Regions from separate parts of the Cyprinus carpio genome. Here region 1 is linked to region 2. The links are chromatin contacts, called in public Hi-C maps. All regions are on one chromosome and are shown on one strand. Each heading gives the region's core, a stretch centred on a gene start, on an enhancer-like site or on the middle of the called end of the contact. The rest is flanking DNA. Distances are from core to core; before and after follow the strand shown. Region 1 overlaps LOC109103872 (forkhead box protein O1-A-like). Region 2 holds the start of LOC109103872 (forkhead box protein O1-A-like).

Region 1 (4,591 bases), core at 1,293-3,792, 89 kb before region 2:
GGTTTTGTTGCTCGGTGAAGTCGCTCAGGTAATGTGGTAGGTCTTTACACTCGTTGGTCTTCACATAAGGAGAGTTGAACGCTTCAAATCCACAGTCTAATACACTAAAGTGAAAACAGCTGTGGCCGCCTTCTAATTATCACAACCAATAGCCTATAGCAGGGCAATTCCTCAAATTGAAACTACAGTTCCCACTTCAATGCCGGAAGGGTGCAATGCAAATTACACAGGCTCCTTCTTAGCTGAGGGCAATTATTATTAAAATTACCAATAAGTGCAATCAAAAATACAAACACCAATGAAAATGCAAAGTAGAAATAGGCAGGAAACAAAATATTCCTTATTAGCAGCAAGTGATAATTCAAACAGCAGATCTATAAACAAGTATGATATCTAGATGAAAGAGTATCTATGTGCTGAGAATTAACTGACTTTTGTGACATGAGGCGGCTAGTAGATGGTTGTAATTTTTAAAAAAAAAATAAAAAGGATTTAAACAATTGTTCCTTATGCTATTTTAAAAAAAAAAATACATTTTAAATATGAAAATGCAGGTTTTTAAATTATTATTAAGTACATTTAAAGAAGAATTTTGTTATTGTTTCTATATATATATATATATATATATATATATATATATATATATATTACTTTTAACTAAAACAAGAATTTTTAATAAAAATTAAATCAGTATTTGTAATCAAAATGAATTCAATATTAAATGAGATTTTTTTTTTTTTTAATTTGTGCCTTGTTCAACCTTTTTATTCTATACAGAATTTAAGTGACTATTCCTGTCATTACAACAATAACTACAAGTACAAAAATTATAAATGGCTTCACCGATGGAGTTTTGGTTCCTTGCCGCTGTCGCCTCTGGCTTGCTTAGTTGGGGACACTTAATATCCATTGATATCATCGACTTGATTGCATAGATACTATTGAGGCCCCGTCCACACGGGGACGGAGCTTACCCCAATCCGATCTTTTTTTTTCCTCGTCTCAAGAAATATCCGTGTCCACACGAAACCGCAAAATGATGTAGTATACATGCCAGACCAGCTTGTGGCGCTGTAATTCTGTAATTCATGTGGCGCTGTTGCTGTTACATGACGTAGAGGTGTCTGACTAGGGGGGAGACGTGGGCTGATGATGTCATCGTTTCAGAAAATATACGGATTAGCCGTCCAGACGAAAACGCAAAGACGGCGTTTTCAAATTTATCCACTCTGGGACCCGATTTCAAAAAATATCGGTTTCACCTTACGAAAACGCCGGATCCGTGTGGACGAAACGCCTATCCAATAAAAAATTTGTGCGTATTCACAGAAACGCGTCTCCGTGTGGACGGGGCCTTAAACTGAACTGAGCTGGATGATGACATCACTGAATTCAATGATGGACTGCCTTTAACTGAAATTTGAGTATTTACTATTGTCATGTTGCATTATTGCCACACTATTTTCCTATTTAATACTGTAAAGTTGCTTTGACACAATCTGTATTGTTAAAAGTGCTATATAAATAAAGGTGACTTAACTTGACTTGACTTCATCATTTCCACTCTGTTTTGAAAAACAGTTCCAAGCTTTGTCACGAAGAAGTTAGTTCTCCTTGTCCACACGTCGCTAGTGTAGATCTGTATCTCAGGGTCATGACTGAAGAGTAGGTATATTGTTGTACTGCGTCTTGTGGGTGTCAAGGTCAGTAAATAAACAGAGCAAAGATGACAAAACAGAAGGAAAGGGAACATAGAACCATTTCCCACCATAATACTAGATCATTTATCAAGCAACCTGTTTCATTGGTAGGGTTAGAATAGCTTAGAAGCTCAGTGAGATGCTGACTAAATTAAGGAAAGACAGAAAGGCTGAGGTTAGAAGAGGAGGATGGGTAGAAGTGCAGAAATTCTGGCTGAAAGGCCTTTTAAGAGGGAGGCAATTGCTCTGGTTACTCAGTAACCCGGAGCAACAGTTGTCACTTACCTCTCCCCTAATACCCTTCACCCTCAGCACACGTGAAGAGGGACTGCTCCGAATCAGCCAGCACTCTCTTTCTCTCTTGAAAGCTTGTTACCCTTCAGGGAAAGACTTATAGAGTCTTCATGAAATGCCTTAAACACTTTGATCACAAATAGACTTCCTCCTTGTGATGTTTGCAATTGTTTTCAGGGCTGGGTGTGGTGGATCGGAGCATTTATTTAAATGACAGCTTGTCAAATCAGCCAATTCTTCTTATGATTGTGCTGATGTTCTAAGTTTCAATATCAAAGCCATAATACAGTGAAATATGCACGGATAGCTTCACGGCATGCACCATAGTCCAGAGGCCCAAAAGGTTTGCGTGACTCACTGGAAGAGTGGCGTGGCTTTTGTGCACTAGATGCATGTAGGGATTTTGTCAAACACACACATGCACACACTCACGTCCAGACTAGCACAGGGAGGTGCTAAACGGTTGGTGGCAAGAGGAACCAGACTGAACCAGTCAAAGTTCTGAGACTGCTTTCCACAGCCAGGGAGAGTGTGAATGAAGGCTGTTTGGAGGCCAGGATTTTGACTAACCCACGGAATGGTACCAGCACAAAGACTCTGGTGAGGGTAATTCCATTAGGATTCACTTGAGAATAAAAGAGCTGCTACTTAGGATGGATGCCCCAATGTTTGCTGTTTACTTTTCTATAAAAACAATGTAGTAGCACTATCTCTGTGATCCTCAGGTTGAGAAGCACTGTGATGATGATGATGATGATGATGATGATGATATTGATAATAAAATGTTGCTGGACTATTTGGGTATAGCATGTTTGGAATTGTGATTTTAATAGTTATTTGATGCCATAAAATGGGTTTAAAAATAAATATATACGTAAGGATAAACATATGTATTGTTTTTTTTGTTTGTTCGTCGTTTTTTTTTTTTTGTTAGCGAGAGAGAGAGAGGAGAAGAGCAAAGAGCTCATTACTTGTAATTGTAAAAGTAAAACATGAACACCCTCTCTCTTCTCCTGCCATAGCTAGGCCTAGTAGCACTAATTGAACTAATTTATTTTTTTTTCAATGATATTTTTTCTTCTCTTACGTCAAAGAAAGCAAATTTTAGATTATAAACCTTATTTTTCGAATTTAATAATCGTCTATTGAATAAAAGCTTAATTCACAGACTTCCCTACAAAAAGCAGAGTAAAGACAATTTGCAAAGCCATTGCAGCAGGTTACTGTCCACCGCCACTGTGAAAAGACTATCTCACGCTCTACATGACACCTTGTTTTGTTCCTTTGCCTGCTCCGCTTTGGAAAGCCATGTAAATGAATGGCCGTGGGTGAATCACACACGGATGGAGATTAAGTCTCGAGTCCTAACTCACAAAATGAATCATGCAACCTGTTGAGAGCCCAAGTCATCCAGAGCAGCTGTCTCAACACACCGAGGTTACGAGCCTCCATCAGTACTTGCTGTGGGGTGTGTTTTTATGGCTATCAATCTGTGGGCGTATTTTGGATTCCTTTTTCAATTTTTGGCCTGACAGAGTTCAGCTGGTCTTCTTCAGAATAACAAATGATATCGGTGGCCACTTCAAAACCGGATGAAAAATAAACATTTTTAAGTGTCCGCTCAGAAAAACATGGCCATTTACTGGCTAAGAAATGCTACATATTGTTTTAAGTTACTGTTACTCAGGAAAAGCTCTCTTAAGGTCATTTCCTGCCATTCAGTGGCGACAAATCTCCACTTACTTTTGGCCGAGAGTCCTTAGCTGGCATAGTAACTCCAAGCTAGTTTTGAAAAAATAAGTAATAATTGTTCCGTGGTAAATTAAGCAGTTGAAAATATCTCAGTGATTTTAGTACACAGTTGTTAGCAGTAGGATATGAAACACTTTTGGTACTGAGTAAGTTCAGAGTTAATGAAATTAATTACATTTTTATATAATTGAATCTTTAAAAAATATTTTTTTTATTATTATTATATTTTATTTTTCCCCCATTTCACCTGCAAACAGCTGTAAATATATAGGTAACACTTTAAAATAAAGTTCCATGTGTTAGCATTACAACTACGTTAACATGAACTAACAATGAAAAATACTACTAAATCATTAATTCATCTTAATTAACAGTAATTTTGGCATTTTGCAAATACATTATTAAAATCATAAGTTGTATGTCAATGTTATGACATGTCATATAATGGATATGAGCTAACATGTACTAACAATGAACAGCTGTATTTTTTATTAACTAATGTTAACAAGCTTAATAAATACTGGAACAAATATATTGCTCATTGTTAGTTCATGTTAGTTAGTGCATTAAATATGATTACCAAATGGAAACTTATTGTAAAATGTTACCAATATATTTGTGGCATACTGTGTGAATTCTTATGATTATTAATCATGTTCAGACACTTTTCCATATAACAGTGCTTTTAAAGCTCTGTTGTAGTCATGTACTGTAGCTATGAATCATATCAAGAGAAACCAATAGAAATTGGTCCAGATTCATATTTAGACCTGCTTGCTGGTCGTTATAGAAACCGTTGATCAGATGGTCCACCAAGCATGTCAGTCAGTGATGTAACTGCTCAG
Region 2 (5,226 bases), core at 741-3,240:
TGTCACCCGAACTGATTTATTGGGATCCACGTATCTTCTGCTAGTGTTTGAAGTTGATCTTCATGACACATAAACATGACCAAAGCTCAGTCTTATGGATCACACTTATGTTGAACTCTACTTTGAGTGAATGAAGACTCAACCTCAGAAAAAAACAACAACAAAAAACTCTAGTCTATGTGGTGTCTTTGCATGACCTCAAAACTTTATTTACTCCATTTAAGGTTTTTTTTTTTTTTTTTACTTATTCAATTATATATCAAAACAATATAAAATTTGTTTACAAAATTAGAATTTCTGTTTTTGGAACAATGAAAATAAGTTGAATTCTCTGGATTAAAGAATACTGCAATAAATTCAACCCGATCCGATGAGAAAACAACTATTTTAGTTACGAGGTGGCGATTTTGTATGAATTTGTACAATGTGATTTGTACGAAAATGTACAGATTAAGAAAGTTAGTTGCATGAGTTTGATGTGTTAACCAACAGAAAGCTGTTTGGTTTAAGCAACATCTTTCTGAGCTTGTACTTCAGACTTCACTACATTATTGACAATAAACAAGTCACCTTTTATCCCAGAAAAGTTTGCCAATGTGACCAGACCTTTAGCGGGTTTTGTATTGTTCTGCCACTTAGGGGGTCTGGTATTGGGGATGGGTCCAAATTTTTGTCTTGTCCTAACTTCAACTCCAACAAGTTCTACCTGGAAATGTGGAAAGATCCTACAAGTTTTTGCTCTCTGCAGGCTATATCTATAAAACACTTGTTACCCGGGACCTGTCATGTGACATGGGTCAGCACTTGAACTATTGACTGCAATGCACCACCTTGCCATGTGCTGCCTGTAATGAGAAGCAATCATCTGCCCTATGAATGGAGACTATTGACAATCCCATGACAATCCTAAAACAATAAGTGAAGAGATACACAGTAATCACCCCCTGAAACTCAGGACAGCAAGAATCAATACCAGCTGTGCAAAGCCCAAAAGTTCGCATGTCATGGAGCCTTTCACACGAGACCCGTTTTTGTTTTCATAACAGCTGGATCGGAGCGCAACTGAATGGGAACCATGGTGACCAAGACGCCTTTACAGAAGTTGAACTGCTTGGCGTAAAAACCCAAAACACAAGGCGCAACTGACTGAGAGTATAGACCAAAACCGAAAACATAAATACCTTCCAACCAGCGGAGCTGTTACTATCCCCCTTGTCCTTAAAATAAGGGACGCTTTTCACCATCCAGTCGTAGATCTGAGACAAGGTGAGCCGTTTTTCGGGGGAGCTCTCGATGGCTTTGGTAATCAGGTCCGCGTATGACATATTCCCCCAGGCGTTGCGTCTGGACGAGCTGCTCTTGCGCTGAGCGGCTGCCGCGGCTGCAGCGGCAGCGGCCACTGGAGAAGAGAGCACGGGCACCTGTTGCTGGTGACTCGGGATTTGCTGGTGGTGGATGCAGTTCTCCTGGCACTGGAAATCGCCGCACAGCATGAGAGGCTTCTCATCAGAGAAGTCCTCATTCTCTTCCAGCAAACTGAGGTTGTTGATAAAGTCCGAGTTGCTGGAGGGCTCTTGCTTGACTGACGGAGCCGGGGACGATGTGTTGGAGTCGGCGGAAGCGGGGTTGGGGAACTCCGGCCGCGGCAGCGGCCAAGTACAGGAACGTGGTCTGGAGAGCGGCTCGAAGTCCGGGTCGATCTCGACCATCTGGTTTTGGGCTGCGTCAGCCATGGTACCAGTAATACTGTTTGTCTCTTAAAATGTCACATATGATTGTCAAAAGAAAATATGAGGTGAAACGCAAAAGAACAAACTTTAAACTGACTTAATTACATTGGAAACGACTTAAAAGTCGCAATGTTATTAGAACGACATCAGATTGGTGTTGTTATAAAGTTTTGTAATCCAGTCCAGTCCAGTATTATGCGATAGTCCTGCTGCTGTCGCTTGTTGAATGTCTGTGTACTAAAACTCTAAGTGCTCTTACTGGAACTCACTATCATATGTCACCTGACGCCGCCCACGTACATGATTGACGGCAATGCCGACAGCCAATCACAGGCGCGCTTTTGAAAGCGAAACAAGCAGTGCCTTCATAGACATCTATGAGTGCCTTCGTCCCTTAAAAATTAGTAAACAAACTTTCACGGAGTTTGGATGTTATGAAAACACTTAATTGCGATTTTGACCGCATGGCTTCTAGCTGTATTATATTGCTTGTACATACACAAACAAAGTTGGTTTTTGTTAGTTTAATTACGTCGTAGCAAAATAATAATCGAAATCAAAGAGAGAAACCAAAAATAACAGAAACTGTCTCGACGCTTAACTTTCCAACCAAGATGTTTGTTTTCGTTGATCACAGACGAATAGACTAATTACGAATAAAGATCTATTTAATGCTAATACAACTGGATATATTGTATGTGTGTGTGTGTGTATATATAAAGATATATATATATATTATATATATATATATATATATATGTATATATATATATATATATATATATATATGTATATATATTCTCTTTTTGCTTTTGATCTGGATCTAAATAAGGGGGGACCAAATTCGGACAAGACATATCATCTGTTTATTTTGGTGCATTTATTATAAATACCAAAATATTTGCAATATACTACTTAATATAAAAAAAGATAAACGAATGTAATATTATGTAATATCAATACGATTAAATTATTCAATTGATTTGAATGATTTTTACATTAAAGAAACTAAACTATGTGTGTGGGGGGGGGGGATTTTATTCTTACATTAATATCAATAGTCCATACTGTACCTGCATAAAATGTTTGTAAGAATTCATGACGGCATATACTGTAATCTTTTGATGCTTAAGTATCTGGCATTATACTCAAGGCTATTCTGCCATCTAGTGGTTAAAATACCTCAGTGTCCATATTATTTTTTATGCTCAAATATCGCGTTTGATGAAGTGACCTTGTGTCACAATCTTGATGTTGAGTCAACAACTTCTGCAGGATATGACAGCAACACGACCGCCTTCTCTTATTTCCAGGGCCCATGGTTCCAGGAAGTCCCCGCGTGACGAACCCTACACACCCCTGCACAGCCAGTTTGGCATGTACACACCTGTGGTGGTGATCGAGGAAGTGTGAATGTTAGTACCAGCTTCAGGAGTGTTTTGCGTCAGTAGTAAGTTAATTATTTCACAGGACAGTTTGTTTCGAGGCTCTTGAACCAAGTACATGATTGGATATAGTCTGTAGAAGTGTCTGATGCCAGGACAGTCAGTGATCCAGAAGAAGGGGCGGGTAAGTGTGAGAATACCTGCTCTGTGTGACCATGCAGAACATATGTGAGATTGCAGTAGCAGAGTTTAATGTTGCTAAGACATTCTGATCTTTGCATGGTTCAGATGGTCAGTGTTGGGCTCAAAGGGACTCTTGACCCCTCTGGGAGGATTCCCTCTAAATCTGGTTTAAAGATTAAGACTATTAATAGAGAGCTCACAGGTCAGATATAAATACCATCTTCTTACATAGGCACTAAACTTATGTAATGTTCTGTGATGGGTTATGGTCCCTTTTTTTTCATTTCTCTTTACATTTTTGTGTTAATGTATGCCACTATATGCACTTTTGGACATGTGGGACCAGGGTATACCTGTTTTACCTTCTTCTTCTTTTTTATTTGTATTTTGGTTTTTGAGATTGTGTGTGTTTTTATGGTATTAAGCCTTGAAAATATTTTTTCAAAGTTGTGCATTAAACATATTGTAGGATTATGTTTAACAAGAAAATACTTAAAAATGGTCTAAATAGAAAATAGTGTTTCTATAAAAAAAACACATTTAATTCAGTGTTTTACTTGTCATTTCTTTGTAATGGCACAGGGCCCCCATCAAAAAGTTATTTTGATACTCAAGTTTCCCAGAACACCTTGATTAGCTGGTTCATGTGTGTTTTATTGGGGTTGGAGCTGAAATCTGCAGGATCATAGCTCACCAGGAGCAGGGTTGGAGATCCTAGACATGCTTTATGTGCGGTTACGAAATATGCCAGACGTTAGTGCGTATAGTAAAAGACGTCAATCTGTCACCTGTTACATAGGAAAACAATGGCAATGCTTTCTCTGTGAATGTTCTGTGTGATGATCTATTGTTATTCTTGTTTGCTACATTATAAAGTATCCTGTTGCATTGTTAGAAGCACTTGCAAACTATTCAGTGTGTGAGTGAACTCTCTGATTAAGTTGGACTGAATTGTGAACATTTGTAGACATTTTAAAAAACCTGTTTGACCGGTTACATCAAAAAAGTGATACATTCGTAAAGTTGAAATCACTGTCCAGCTTAATCAATTCTGCATGTGTATATACAGGGCCGGCGCTCCGCACACACGCACATCACGCACCTGCGCGTAGGGCACCAAGTGCTTGGGGGGGGGCACCAAAAAATCTGGGTCGTGAAAAAAAAATCATCACAATAGGCTACTAGTATAAATAACAAATAAAATATTTCTAAAAGCATGGTTAATATACAAAAGCAATACAAAAAGTAATATAGGCCTAGACCAAATTAGTCGAGAAAAAGGTGAATCTCTGTGCCAGTCTCCCTCTGGTGCCCCCCCTTCCCCACCTCCCAGTGTCTCTGTTCGATTATGCCTCAATCAATGTCAAATTTGGCAGACACCGACCTCAGACATGGCCTCGAAAAGGCACCAAGAGTCGGGGGCGGAAAAAAGAAAAAAAGAAGAGACAGCGGATGATGCTCGCGCGCGTCTCTTGCAGGTAAGACAATTTTTTAAATAAAAATGTTAGTTTTGTAGCCCTTGCGTGTAGTATGGGTCATGTCCAGGGGCGTCGGCGCGTCCGCGTCGCTAGTAGTGCAAAAGATCCGGGGCTTTTTAGCCCTGCATGTTGTTGAGTTTTGAATGTTTAGTTTAGTTTATTTCAGACGGACAACTTAGGTTCAACACAATTGAGCTAATGTACAACAACATATTTTACATTAGTCTGAACAGGTGTAGGCTGAAGCTCTTGCTTATAATGCCTACCCTTTTTAAAACATCTCATCTTTTGATAAAAACAAAATAAAAAAAAAAAAAAAAAACTGTTGTTTTACATCAATATACTGTTTTGACAAACTAGTATAACTAGACTACAATAACATTATTTTTTGCCAATCAATACAGTTCCACAATCCAAAATACAACAAAAATCCGCTTTCATTTATCACTC

Evidence for each region. Hi-C and Micro-C count contacts between places; a contact is called where the count stands out from the background.
Region 1: a Hi-C map of red blood cells shows a contact between it and region 2, with 2.5 times the contacts expected there. The contact joins the enhancer-like site here to the promoter of LOC109103872 in region 2. A contact is called at or near these places in 2 of 8 Hi-C or Micro-C datasets (red blood cells and skeletal muscle).

Annotation. Positions count from the first base shown.
Region 1 is chrA15:4,423,887-4,428,477 of ASM1834038v1, reverse strand. All of the region lies in intron 5 of LOC109103872 (forkhead box protein O1-A-like), which reads right to left. Among protein-coding and RNA genes, the nearest start is that of LOC109058590, 68 kb to the right of the region's middle. Within about 2 kb of position 2,542, at least 1 of the 8 cell types and tissues checked has an H3K27ac peak or open chromatin away from gene starts, as enhancers often do.
Region 2 is chrA15:4,333,856-4,339,081 of ASM1834038v1, reverse strand. LOC109103872 (forkhead box protein O1-A-like) reads right to left here and starts at 1,990. Exons shown (of 8, transcript XR_006161719.1): 1 at 1,182-1,990. It overlaps LOC109058590 (mitochondrial ornithine transporter 1-like), which reads left to right. Exons shown (of 9, transcript XM_042770814.1): 3 at 3,044-3,299.